2 separate regions of the Sus scrofa genome follow, and region 2 is linked to region 1. Evidence: chromatin contacts called from public Hi-C data. All regions are on one chromosome and are shown on one strand. The core of a region is the stretch at or near the end of the contact, and the rest is flanking DNA. Distances in the headings are between cores, read along the strand shown. Region 1 holds the start of CD300C (CD300c molecule). Region 2 holds the start of CD300A (CMRF35-like molecule 8).

Evidence for each region. A called contact is a pair of places that touch in the nucleus more often than the background predicts.
Region 2: a contact with region 1 is called in a Hi-C map of retroperitoneal adipose tissue, with 8 times the contacts expected there. The contact joins the promoter of CD300A here to the promoter of CD300C in region 1. A contact is called at or near these places in 1 of 5 promoter capture datasets (liver), 10 of 47 Hi-C or Micro-C datasets (alveolar macrophages, blood, embryonic fibroblasts and 7 more) and 1 of 2 datasets of contacts at active chromatin or transcription factors (alveolar macrophages).

Annotation. Positions count from the first base shown.
Region 1 is chr12:6,629,748-6,635,724 of Sscrofa11.1, forward strand. It overlaps CD300C (CD300c molecule), which reads left to right and starts at 2,331. Exons shown (of 4, transcript NM_001244303.1): 1 at 2,331-2,773; 2 at 3,318-3,650; 3 at 4,572-4,716; 4 at 5,867-5,977. The coding sequence starts at 2,713. It overlaps LOC100514068 (CMRF35-like molecule 6), which reads left to right. Exons shown (of 3, transcript XM_013980784.2): 3 at 1-416.
Region 2 is chr12:6,678,223-6,684,213 of Sscrofa11.1, forward strand. CD300A (CMRF35-like molecule 8) reads right to left here and starts at 3,107. Exons shown (of 8, transcript XM_021066678.1): 1 at 2,747-3,107; 2 at 655-880. The coding sequence starts at 715.

The DNA of each region.
Region 1 (5,977 bases), core at 1,081-3,580:
AAGGCCCTAAGGACCCATTCCCTGGGGAGGGGGTAGAACCAGGCAGGAAAAGTACCAGTTCTAGCCCCAGGCTTCCGCTTGACTGAGAAGCAACACCCAAACTGCTCTCCTGGATTCGCTGACTCTGGGGCAGGACTAGAGAGACTCAGCGCCCCGTGCTGGGCACATTCCGAGAGCCTGGAACTGTCAATGCTCCCTCCTATGGCCCAGGAACACCGGAAGCAGCTGTTGGAAGGATATTCCTAGCAAACCACCAGTAAATTAAGTTGTAATCCAATGATCATTAGATAGCCCAATTAATTATACTTTACGGCCATTTGTGTAACGAAAAATCGATTTGTGAATTTTTGTACTTAAAGTATACCACGTTAATTTTTAAAATAATGATAAAATATACCACAATTTTTTATAACCTCTTTTGACATCTCTCCATTTATTTATTTATTTATTGTCTTTTTAGGGACACACCCGAGGCATATGGAGGTTCCCAGGCTAGGGGTCTTGGATTCGGAGCTACAGCTGCCGGTCTAGGCCACAGCCACAGCAATGCAGAATTCGAGTCACGTCTGTGGCCTATACCACAGCTCACCACAACGCCAGATACTTAACCCACCGAGCAAGGCCAGGGATTGAACCCGCAACCTCATGGTTCCTAATCGGATTTGTTAACCACTGAGCCATGACAGGAATTCCCAGAAATAATGTTTACTCTGGGTGTCCCATGACCAGGCAGGTTAACACATCAAGTAACGATTACAGCAGGAACTCACACCCAAAGCCGAGTACATTTCCTAAATTATTGTTGTCATCGCACTGTCTGTCTTTTGGATCTTCCAACCTCTCAGCACAGCCAGGACCTGGCAGAAACTGTTTTTAGGTCAATAATTTTAGTGGCTCATGGGTTAATGAGCCTGACTAGTATCCATGAGGATGCAGGTTTGATTCCTGGCCTTGCTACAGCTCCAATTCAACCCCTAGTCTGGGAAGCTCCATATGCTGCAGATGCAGCCCTAAAAAGACCAAAAAAAAAAAATTTTTTTTGGGGGTCACATCCCCCGGCATGCGGAAATTCCCAGGCCAGGGATCGAACCCTCGCCACAGCAGTACCCTGAGCCACAGCAGTGATGACACTGGGTCCTTAACCCACTAGGTCACCAGGGAACTCCCGCAAGAAGTGTGTTCTGGAAAGGAAGATGCTCTGGGGAAGTGAGAGAGAAGGGACAGGTCACAGTGAGTGGAGCTGACGTGGGAAACTGTGGTTCCCATCAAGTTTCTCAGTCTAGGTCACCATGGCCACCAGCTGCCTGACAAACCCCTAATTCTATTTCTACTCCAAAGATTGTGCTTCTCCCTTTGGCTGGCTGTGGGCCCCTCTCTGCCCTTCAAATCACTGTCTGGTGGAAAGACATGTGGACAGTTGTGCCAGAGAAATCTGGGCTCAGATCCTGATAACCATCGCTTATAAGATGCTTCTGTCAGTGTGTTTATTCTCTGCTCTGTGAGAAGGGTAGCTGGGAGGAAGAGAGGAATATATGTACTCTTATTTTGGGGGGAGTGTCTTCTCCATGTGGAAGTTCCGGGGCCAGGGATCGAACCTGAGCCACAGCAGTGACAAGTCGGCTCCTTAACCTCCCCTAAGCCACCAGGGAACTCTGATGTACTCTTTGATTTATAAATGAAAAATCCCTCCCACCCAAAAAATCAAGCAAACTTTCAGAAGAATAATTGCATGTTTTGGGGAGTTCCCGTCGTGGTGCAGTAGAAATGAATCCAACTAGGAACCATGACGTTGCAGGTTTGATCCCTGGCCTTGCTCAGTGGGTTAAGGATCTGGCATTGCCGTGAGCTGTGGTGTGGGTCGCCAGTTTGGCTCAGATCCGGCGTTGCTGTGGCTGTGGTGTAGGCCGTTGGCTATAGCTCCGATTTGACCCCTCGCCTGGGAACTTCCATGTGCCTCGGGTGTGGCCCTAGAAAGCCAAAAATAAAAAATAAAAGAAGAAGAAGAAGAAGGAAGAGTCAAAAGTGACATAAGCAGAGGCCGGGTGGAGCTGCTGTGCTTCTAGTCTGGGGCATCCGGGAAATCAAAGCCTATGGGATGCATACCCAGAACCCAGATGGGACTTGTGGAGGCATCTGAGGTCATGGTGCCAACTTGTGTGACCAGAAGAAGAGCTGGGGGTCCCACAGGGGCAGAGCTCTCGTGGGTGCCTGGAGCTGCAGTCTGAGGGGACACAGACCCTCTGGGGTCACCACCAAGGCCAGAGAGGAAGGATGAGGGTGGCACCTACTCTGGGGATTGTGCATCCTGACCCTAAGGAAGTGACATATCACAGAGGGCGGGGCCAGGGAAAGGAACCCAGCTTGGCCCTGCTGTGCGGGGGCCCCTGGGAGAAAGAGAGCAGCTGCCATGGGCTCTGGGGAGGGGACGGCTCCTCCCCAACACGGTGACCTTGGTCGTGTCCATTCACTGGATTGAGAGAAGCCCAGGGCTCCAGGTCCCAGGACCTGGCCCCACCGAGCTGCTTCTCTCCCGAAGCTTCCCGGGCCCTGGCCACCTTCCTGCCTGCTCATCCGACCTGACTCGGGCTGGACAAGGACGCACAGAGCCCCAGAAAAGCAGAAGTGAGGACTTGGGGTGAATCCTCTGAGGAGGCTCGACCTTGTCCCCTTCCAGGGTCTGGCACTGCTGCAGGGGACATCCGTGCTGGAGAGATGACCCCGAGGGTGGGGGCCGTGTGGCTGCCTTCAGCTCTGCTGCTTCTCCGGGTCCCAGGTGAGGGGCTCAGCCCTTTCTGGGAGAGCGGATGGGGCAGGGGGTGGCAGTGGGGAGGAGGGAGGGAGGGAGGGAGGGGAGGTGGGAGAGGGAGAGGGGGCAGTGGTGGGGGCAGGGAGAGGAGGCTGAGAAGCTCCCAGAAGGAGCCAGCACCTGCCTCAGCAGGGCCCACGAGGATTCAGGGCACAAAGCAGGTGAGTCTTGTTCACTGTGCTGGACAGAGCAGCTGCAGGGGGCACCTATGATGGTCCCACCCCAACTGTCACAGTCAGAGATGCCATCTTGGGGCACCACACACACACACACACACACACACACACACACACAGAGTGTCCCCATCCTGGGCCCTTCCTGACTCCACGGACACCCTCTCCTCTGTGAGGGGGAGCTGTTCCCCCCCCACCATCCTCCCCTGGAGCTGAGGAAAGGCCTGCCTGTAGCCTTGGCCTCCTCAGACCCCAAGGACCCTTGAGGGACCCTCAGCCCCAGGGCTCCCCCGACCCAGACCCACCTGGTGAGGAGCTGGACTCGCTGTGTCTTCCAGGCTGTTTGTCCCTGAGTGGCCCCCCAACTGCGATGGGCACCAAGGGGGGATCCCTGAGCGTGCAGTGTCGGTACGAGGAGGAATACATCGACGATAAGAAATATTGGGACAAATCCCCATGCTTCCTCTCGTGGAAGCACATTGTGGAGACCACGGAGTCAGCGAGAGAAGTGAGGAGAGGCCGCGTGTCCATCAGGGACGATCCTGCCAACCTCACCTTCACAGTGACCTTGGAGAGGCTCACAGAGGAGGATGCAGGGACGTACTGTTGCGGGATCACTGCACAATTTTCAGTTGACCCCACCCATGAGGTGGAGGTGGTTGTGTTTCCAGGTGAGCCCCGCACCCCTCCCCTCACACCCAGCACCAGGTCCCCCCGACTCTCAGGAAAGAAGTGGCACAGAAAGACTGGGCCGAGCTGGTGGGGAGGGGTGGCCAGTGGCCGGGGCCATGGGGCGTGTCTGAGGGTGCGTCTGCACACACATCTCCTTCTCCCAGTGGGGCCTGTCCTGCACCCGCACCCTGGCACTGTGCAGGCTGCAGTGTCCTGCCTCTGGGATCTATGTCCCTTGCTGTCCTCACGAGGGGACCTCCACTCTGAAGGGGACCTGGTGTCTCTTTCTGGACCTGGGCCAGGTCTGACCTACCCAGCAGGTGTCTACCACAGGGTTTGCTGGGCTCCTCCCAAGGCCCCATGACACTCAGGCTGACATGAGCCCGGGGCCCTGGGGACAGGAGATGGGCCTCACCCTGCAGCCTGGCGGGGCCTCCTCCAGAGCCCAGCCCTGCACTGGGCCTCTGCACCGCAGCCCCAGCTGCCAGCTCCCAGGAGACGCCCTGCTCTGTGCTGGCCCTCAGGGCACCAATGACCCCAGACTTTTCTAAAAGGACCTCTTGTGTTTCTGGAGGCTTCACGAAACCTCAAGGAAAGCACAGAAAGAGCCCCCCACCCCAGAGTGGGGCTTCCCATGTCCCTCTGGGGGACATCGCCCTGCCCCCCACCCCCAAGGTGGGCCCTACCTTTTCCTCTTTCTCTCGACTCTGCACCTGAAACGCCCACCTGGCCAGGTGCCCTTGGAGAGGGGCCGGAGAGGGGGGTCCAGGGTGCGGTCAGGCCTGAGTGTGGCTGCTGGACAGAGCACATCTGTCCAGATGGCCTGAGTGACCTTGACCGCATGAGTCAGAGCCATACCAGTGATGGAGAGTGGGGACCCCAGGGAAAGGCACAGGGCCTGACATATGCTCCTCCCTCAGCCCTCGGCACCAGCAGGCCCCCAAGCATGCCAGGGCCTCCCACGACCCTGCCAGCAACCACCTGGAGCTTCGTGTCTGAGCGGGAGACCATGGCCAACAACCTTGGAAAGGGCCCTGCATCCCAGGACCCCGGACAACACCCTCGGTAAGGGCCCGCATCCCAGGACTTGGCACCTGGGGGATTTGTCTTCCGGGTGAGGGATCAGGGTAGAGGGCTTCGTGTCTCCCACCTCCAAGTCCTTCACTCAATTCCGCACCTAACTCTGAAGATCCTTCTTCAGCTGATAGCCACTGGACAGGTTCTCGCTCTGACAAAAGTTGTTAGAGCTCCATTTCAACCCGTAGCCTGGGAACCTCCATATGCCCCAGGTGCGATCCTAAAAAGACAAAAAAAAAAAAAAAAAAAAAAAAAAAGATGTGATCTAAAGGAAAATTCACACCATGAACAAATGAACACACAGTCAGGGTATAAATCTGGCATTCTGTGATAAACACTATGGAGAAATATTGTGATTGGAGCTGCTCTTTAATACCCAATAATCAGGGAGGGCTGGCTGTGGCATTTGGGGAGCCAGCCATTCAGGCACCTACAGAAACTGGGGTCCAGGCGGAGGGAAGAGTGACTGCAAACACCCCACCAAAGGAGCCTCCAGGATCCCAGCCTGGCAGGGCAGGAGGCAGCGCTCTGGGCTGTGGGGGCCCCTGCACCCCGTCCCCTGTCTCCCCCAGGCCCTGGTCAGAAGTGTCATCTTCTTAAAGAACCCAGGCCTCTGAGGAGGGAGAGAACTCTGGGTGTGTGGGGGGGTGTCATTCATTTATTCCATCAACTCAGGTGGACTTTGAAGGGCTGCCTTGACTTTTGGAGGCACCAGGCGGGGACCAGTTTGTCCCCATGAGTAGAGCAAAGAGTCTCTTTCCCCGTGGGAAATGCTGTCTCCAGGAGAGCAAATGTAAAACAAATGACCCCATTATTGATGACTGTACCCCACAAAGGGTAACCCCCAAACGTGGAGGCTCACGAAGAAATCCTCCTCTGGGGTCAGGGCCTGGATCCCTGGGTCTGCCTCGCATCAGTCCACTGGCCATGACCTTCCTTGTGTCCAGGGTCCTCATCCTCCAGGGCGATGAAGCAGGGAGAGGGGGGCAGAGGTCCTGAGGGTGCGGCTGCCCCGACCAGAGTTGATCTTGCTGTGGACTGTCCTGGCCTTGGGACCTGGGCACAGGGGTTGGGGGCAAAGTGGAGGGTACCAAGCTCCTCCTGAGGTCGCCGCTCACTGTCATCTTGTCCCCCACAGATCCAAGCATCCCAGCATCCGCCTGCTGCTCCTGGTCTTCCTGGAGGTGCCCTTGTTCCTGGGCATGCTCGGGGCGGTCCTCTGGGTCCACAGGCCTCTGAGGAGCTCTGA
Region 2 (5,991 bases), core at 1,857-4,356, 49 kb after region 1:
GTTTGTAAGCAAAGCGACCCCCCCCCCAAATTAAATAGTCTAGGAATATTCTAGCAACCGCAGAAGCTGTCTGAGGAGAGCTGTGGATGCTCCAGGAGGCACAGGACGGAAATCTGTGCACGGAGGCTCTCTTCTTCCGAGGCAGCCCCCTCCTTCCTGTCCCACAGCTGTCCCCCCTCCCTATGCTCCCCCCACCCCCACTCCCACTCCCTTCTTTGGAGATCACTGGCCCACTGGTTCTCCGGCCCCAGCCCCTCAAGCGACCCTGGCTCTTCATTCACCTCCATATCCCTGAGACCTGCCCCCGTTGGTCCCAGGCCTACTCCATCCCCTGGAACCCAAGAACCAGAGATGCACTCAAGGTCACCCTGCCACCCATTCACGTGCGCCCTGCCTCTTGCCTCCTTCTTCCTGTAACAATTCATGTCCCAACCTGCAGACCTCCCACCTCTGTGCCCCATGGCAGCTCATTTAAGGCCAGGTGGGTGCAGAGGAGAGATAGAGCCTCGCCCCTGCCCCTCCCCCTCTGAGGTCTGTCCGTCTTACCCGGTGGACAGAGAGAGTCCCATTCGGGGTCCTGTGCTGAGTCAGAGCATCAGCCCTCCCCCTCGCACTCCCTCCCTCTCCAACCCTTCCTGGGCAGCCCACCCTCACCTGGGAGCCAGAGAAGCAGCAGAGCCGGGGTCAGCCAGGCGACCCAGTTCCACGGAGCCATCTCTCCTGCACAGATGTCACCTGCAGCAGCAGCAAGGCACCAGCTGGGCAGGAGGATTCAGTAGCGCCCCACCCGGAAACGGAGGAGGGTCAGGCCTCCAGGCTCCCACTTCCGCTTTTCTTCTCAGCTTCTTTGCTCAGCATCTTTTCATTTCTGTTCCTGGAGCTGGTGGGAAGATGGAAGTCGCTGAGGGGGAGAAGCCACCTGGGGCGCCTGACACACACGCAGCCCCTGTGGCAGGGTCTGTAGGTACTTCAGTGAGGAGACCCTTCCCAACCCCCACAGCTCACTTGCCCTTCCCTCCCATCCCCCAAAGCCACAGGTGAAGTTCCCTTCTGACCAGGCCAGTAACTCCCTTGGTTTCCCTGTGGTCCGGATGGTCAGGGTGAGCGCCCTGGGGGAGGAGCCAGGGCCCTGGGCGGGGCCCGCAGTGCGACCGCCCTGGGGGAGGAGCCTTTTCCTGAGACCCCGGGCTCAAGGCCCCGCCCCTCAAGTTGGCGCAAGGACCCCTGAGTGGTTTTCTTCTGCTACTGCTTTTTTTTGTGTGTGTGTGGGGGGGGTCTTTTTAGGGCCGCACCCACAGCATATGGAGGTTCCCAGGCTAGGGGTTTAATCAGAGCCGTAACCACCAGCCTACACCACAGCCACAGCCACTTGGGATCCGAGCCGCATCTGCAATCTACACCACAGCTCACAGCAACGCCGGGTCCTTAACCCACTGAGCGAGGCCAGGGATCGAACCCACAACCTCATGGTTCCTAGTCGGGTTCGTTTCCACTGCGCCACGAAGGGAACTCCCCCTGAATGACTTCATCTTGGAAAACATTCTCAGGTCTGTGACCTTCCTTCCTGTGAAGCCCCCACTGGACCCAGGAGGGCTGGGCACAGAGTGGGACTCAGTAGGCTTCCAGGGACCCCCTCCCCTTCCCCGCTCCACATACAGCTCACACACACACACACACACACACACACACTGTGTGCACACACAAACATACAAATACACATGCACCCACACAAACATGCAAACACATACCCACAGACACACACACACGTACCAACACATACACCCACGCTCACATATTCCTCGTGACAAGGGCCCCCAGCTTGCACAGAAGGTCCGCGTGAGGGTAGGAAATTAATCTTAACGTGGGACGTGTCACCTGAGAGCTTCCCGACATTAGCTCCAAGTCCCCAGATCGCCCTGCTCTTCCTGCTCTGGCTGTAAAGTTTCCAGAAATGTATATTTTTCAGTACAACCACGAAAAGCTATTGCTACAGTCTTGAATTGTCACAGTTAAGAGTGGGGAGCCCCCAGAATTTGTCCACTACCACTGCTATGACCTTGACCCAAACCTACAGCTCCTATAAAAGGTCAGTAGTAATAGATAATCTGAAGGATCAATAAGGGCCATAATTATAAAAATACTCAGGAGTTCCCATCGTGGCACAGTGGTTAACGAATCCGACTAGGAACCATAAGCTTCCGGGTTCGACCCCTGGCCTTGCTCAGTGGGTTAAGTATCCGGTGTTGCCGTGAGCTGTGGTGTACGTTGCAGACGTGGCTTGCATCCCATGTCGCTGTGGCTGTGGCTTAAACCGGAGGCTACAGCTCTGATTAGACCCCTAGCCTGGGAACCTCCATATGCAGCGGGCGTAGCCCTAGAAAAGACAAAAGAAATAAAAATTAAACTAAAATAAAAATAAAAATACTCAAATGTGAGGAAATAGTATACTCAAGCCAGTTTTGTTCCCTAAAGGAACAAGTCTTTACTTTAAGGAAAAATGATAGGAAAATAGGATTTCGCAGGGAGACATAGGCTTTATAAATAGTCTATAGGATGCACTTGTCTTTAGGGAGGTAGAGAAACACTTGAATTACGGCCAAGAGGAAAGGGCCAGGGGAATTGATCCTTGCCACACCCATCCTGCTCACCCTAACGTGTCCACAAACCCTAATGGAGAAACAGAATGACGCAAAGTTACCCCACAATGTCAGAAAATTAAGGAAGTGGCGCTTCCCCCACTGCTCACCTTTCTCAGGGCAGGTCCTTGGCCATAAAGCCTCTCACCAGGTCGGGGGTCCTCTCCCCAGGGTGGACGCATGGGCTGGGGTGGGGGACCGATGGTGATGGTGGAGGCTTCCTGGGCAGAGCGACAGCAGCAGCATTGGGTCCTGAGAACCGCAGGGCCCCAGGAGAGATTTGGGGGTGCTGAGCTCAGCAGCACCTCCCTCTCCAAGGCAGCACAGACTCAGAGGCGGGTGGCTCCCCTTCAGCTCTGTCTCTTCCTCCGCCTGAGCTCTCAGGAAAGCCAAGGGGGCCCCAGGGAGGGAGTGTCTTTAAGTGCAGCCACAAAAGCCAAGAGGCTGGGCCCAGAAGCAGGAAGCAGCTGGTGTCTGTGGCTGGCGGGGAGAAGAGGAGCTTGACAGCTGGCGATGGAGGAGGGCCTTCCCCAACCATGGGGCACCTACTACGCTTCAGGGGCCTGGCAGAGGTGGACTGCACCTGCTAGGGGTTTCATCACTACATGAGGAGTTCCTGTTGTGGCTCAGTGGGTTAAGGACTTGACCAGTATCCACAAGGATTCAGGTTCGATCCCTGACCTTGCTCAGAGGGTTAAGGATCTGGCGTTGCCTTGAGCTGCAGCATAGGCCACAGACACCACTTGGATCGTGGCTAGGGCATAGGCTGGCAGCTGCAACTCTGATTCGACCCCTAGCTGGCACCTTCCATAGGCCGTAGGTGGGGCCCTAAAATGAAAAAAAATCACTGCATGATCCACCCAGCAAAGGGACGGACTGCACATGAGAAGCAGTGAGGGGAGGGCGAGGGCACACGGAGGGCCGAGAGCCTCTGGTTTCCCTTCCACAGAAGCGTGGGTGAGGCCGGCATCTGAGGTGGGACCCCGCAGTGTCTGGCCCCGCCTTCCCCTACACCAGGACTCCCCACACGGCGCCCTCCTGCCCGCCTCTAGGGAAGCTGCCCCAGGGTGGCCTGACCTTCCAGGGGCCAAGGGAGCTGGACCGGCATGTCCCAGGGCATCCCACCACCCCAGGACCACTGTCCCCAGACAAGGTGATGGCCACAACAAGCTCTTCTGCTTAGGCCTGGACGTGCTGTGGTCGAGACAGAGAAGAAGGAGAAGCTGGGGGAGAGCAGGTGGGTGGCTGTCCCAGCCAGAGGCCTGAGAGCCCTCCGTGTCCCAGCCAGAGGCCTCCTGGAGGCTTCCTGTCCCCTCCTCCCAGGTGCCTGGACAGGAATTGAGACCTGCAGAGCCCACTGGGCAGCAATAGGGGTAGGGGTGGGGGGCTCAGCAGGGGCGGTCCCCCCCGGGGCTGCTCCTGGCTCTCAGTGTCACTCACAGTGACTGGGGCCCTGGAGTAGGAGGGGGGCTCTTCAAAGTCATTCTTTCATCCCCAGCTTTCTCCACGCCCCCTCCCACACTCCCTCATTCAAGACCAGCTCAAGCCATCTTCTCAGAAGACCCCTGCCCCACCTTCTCCAAGCCCCTCTTGTGCCTCTGTCCCCCGCAGTGCCTATTACTGCATTTTATCTCCTAAGCCACCCACGTGTCACCTGGTCACAGGAAGATGAAAGCAGGGATCACACCGGGCCCCCCTTGCCCCAGGCTCACGTGCCCACTGCACTTCCAGCGGGAGGGAGACTGATTGGAGATGGATCCAGAGAAAACCAGGCCACCCGGGCCTCTCTCATCCTCTTTGCCCAACTCCACTCCCAGGGAGCAGAAAGGACCAGAACGTAAAAGGATGCGAGCCCATTAAATCCAGCCCACTGAGCCCGAAGACACGAGTGTGTCCCCTAAGTTACCTCTCAACCAAAACTAGGTTCAAGCGGAGGCCAGGGGTCTGCACGCCAGGATGGGGAAGGAGCAACGTCATCAACAGCCCCCTCCCCACTCCCCAGGAACCACAAGCAGGGCAGGTGCCCACAGGGGCAGTCTTGTCCCAGCACTGGACTCCAGGGTCTCTGCTGAAATCCCTCCAGGGAGCGGGGCTGAGGGTGCAGGGTGGGGGAGGGGAGCCGGCCTCAGAGGACCCCTGACGGTGACAATGGGGTCAGGAGAGCAGGGAGGCCCCAAGCTGCATTCCTGCTGCTTGAGTGCCCTTGTGCCGTCGGTCGCTCCATCTGTGAAATGGGACTATTACTACTCACCGTGCCCCCTTCCTGGGAGGCTTAAAACAAGACCGGCCATGTGAATAAGCTGGTATATGCTTTAAGTCCCTGCTTCTGCAACACCCACCCTGTACAAGGCTCATTTCTACGCCTCGCATCTCAGGAAGATGAGGTAACTTACTTGCAAGACCCTGCATCTGTCCCTAGTAAAGGCCTAACTTCTGCTCAGCTGACCATGACTCAAAGGGCAGTGACCACAAAGGGGAGGGAGAGAGTGGCTTCGAGAAGGTGGCAGAAGGCACCCAAACTCCTTGACCCAGGAGCATGATGGGGAAGAGGGGGTTGAGCAACTGAGGCCACGGGAACCCAAACTGATAAACTTGTTAGGGAGTCCCCGGTTCTCCCTCCCCATCAGGGCCCCCACTTCTGCTCCCTCCTCCCTCCCAAGGGCAGCCCCAGGCAAAGGCCGACACAGTCCATGCTTCTCCTGCCCCTATGCTGACACGGGGGTGGGGATGGGGTTGAACCAGCAAGTGATTCCTTCAAAGACCTCTGGTAATCAGCTTTGAGGGGCACATTTGGCCTTGAGCTTGGAGGTGTGAGTTTCATTCTGAGGATGACCTCAGCTCCCCAGGCCTCAAGGTGGTCAGAAGCTTTGGCTCCTCCCCCCACCAACACCCCCATCCCTGGTGTGACCCCACTGCTCATCTTTCTCACATCATAGCGGCTTCCTCAAGCTGGTGGAACATGTGTGTTGCAAAAGGCTGCTGCGGGGAGTTCCCATCGTGGGTGAGTTCCCATCGTGGCTCAGTGGTTAACGAATCCGACTAGGAACCATGAGGTTGCGGGTTTGATTCCTGGCCTCGCTCAGTGGGTTAAGGATCTGGCGTTGCTGGGGCTGTGGTGTAGGCTGGCAGCTGTAGCTCCGATTAGATCCCTAGCCTGGGAACCTCCATATGCCGTGGGAACAGCCCTAGAAAAGACCAAAAAAAAGGCTGCTGCAGACCAGGCCAGGCAAGCATCAACGTTAAAGGCACCTGTAACGGGGGGCAGCAGGCTGAGTGTTACACGTGCTACCTGTTAGGAAAGTTGGAGCCGCCTGGGTTCCCTTCAATTCTCTCTGGTTTCCTGCACCACCCTGAA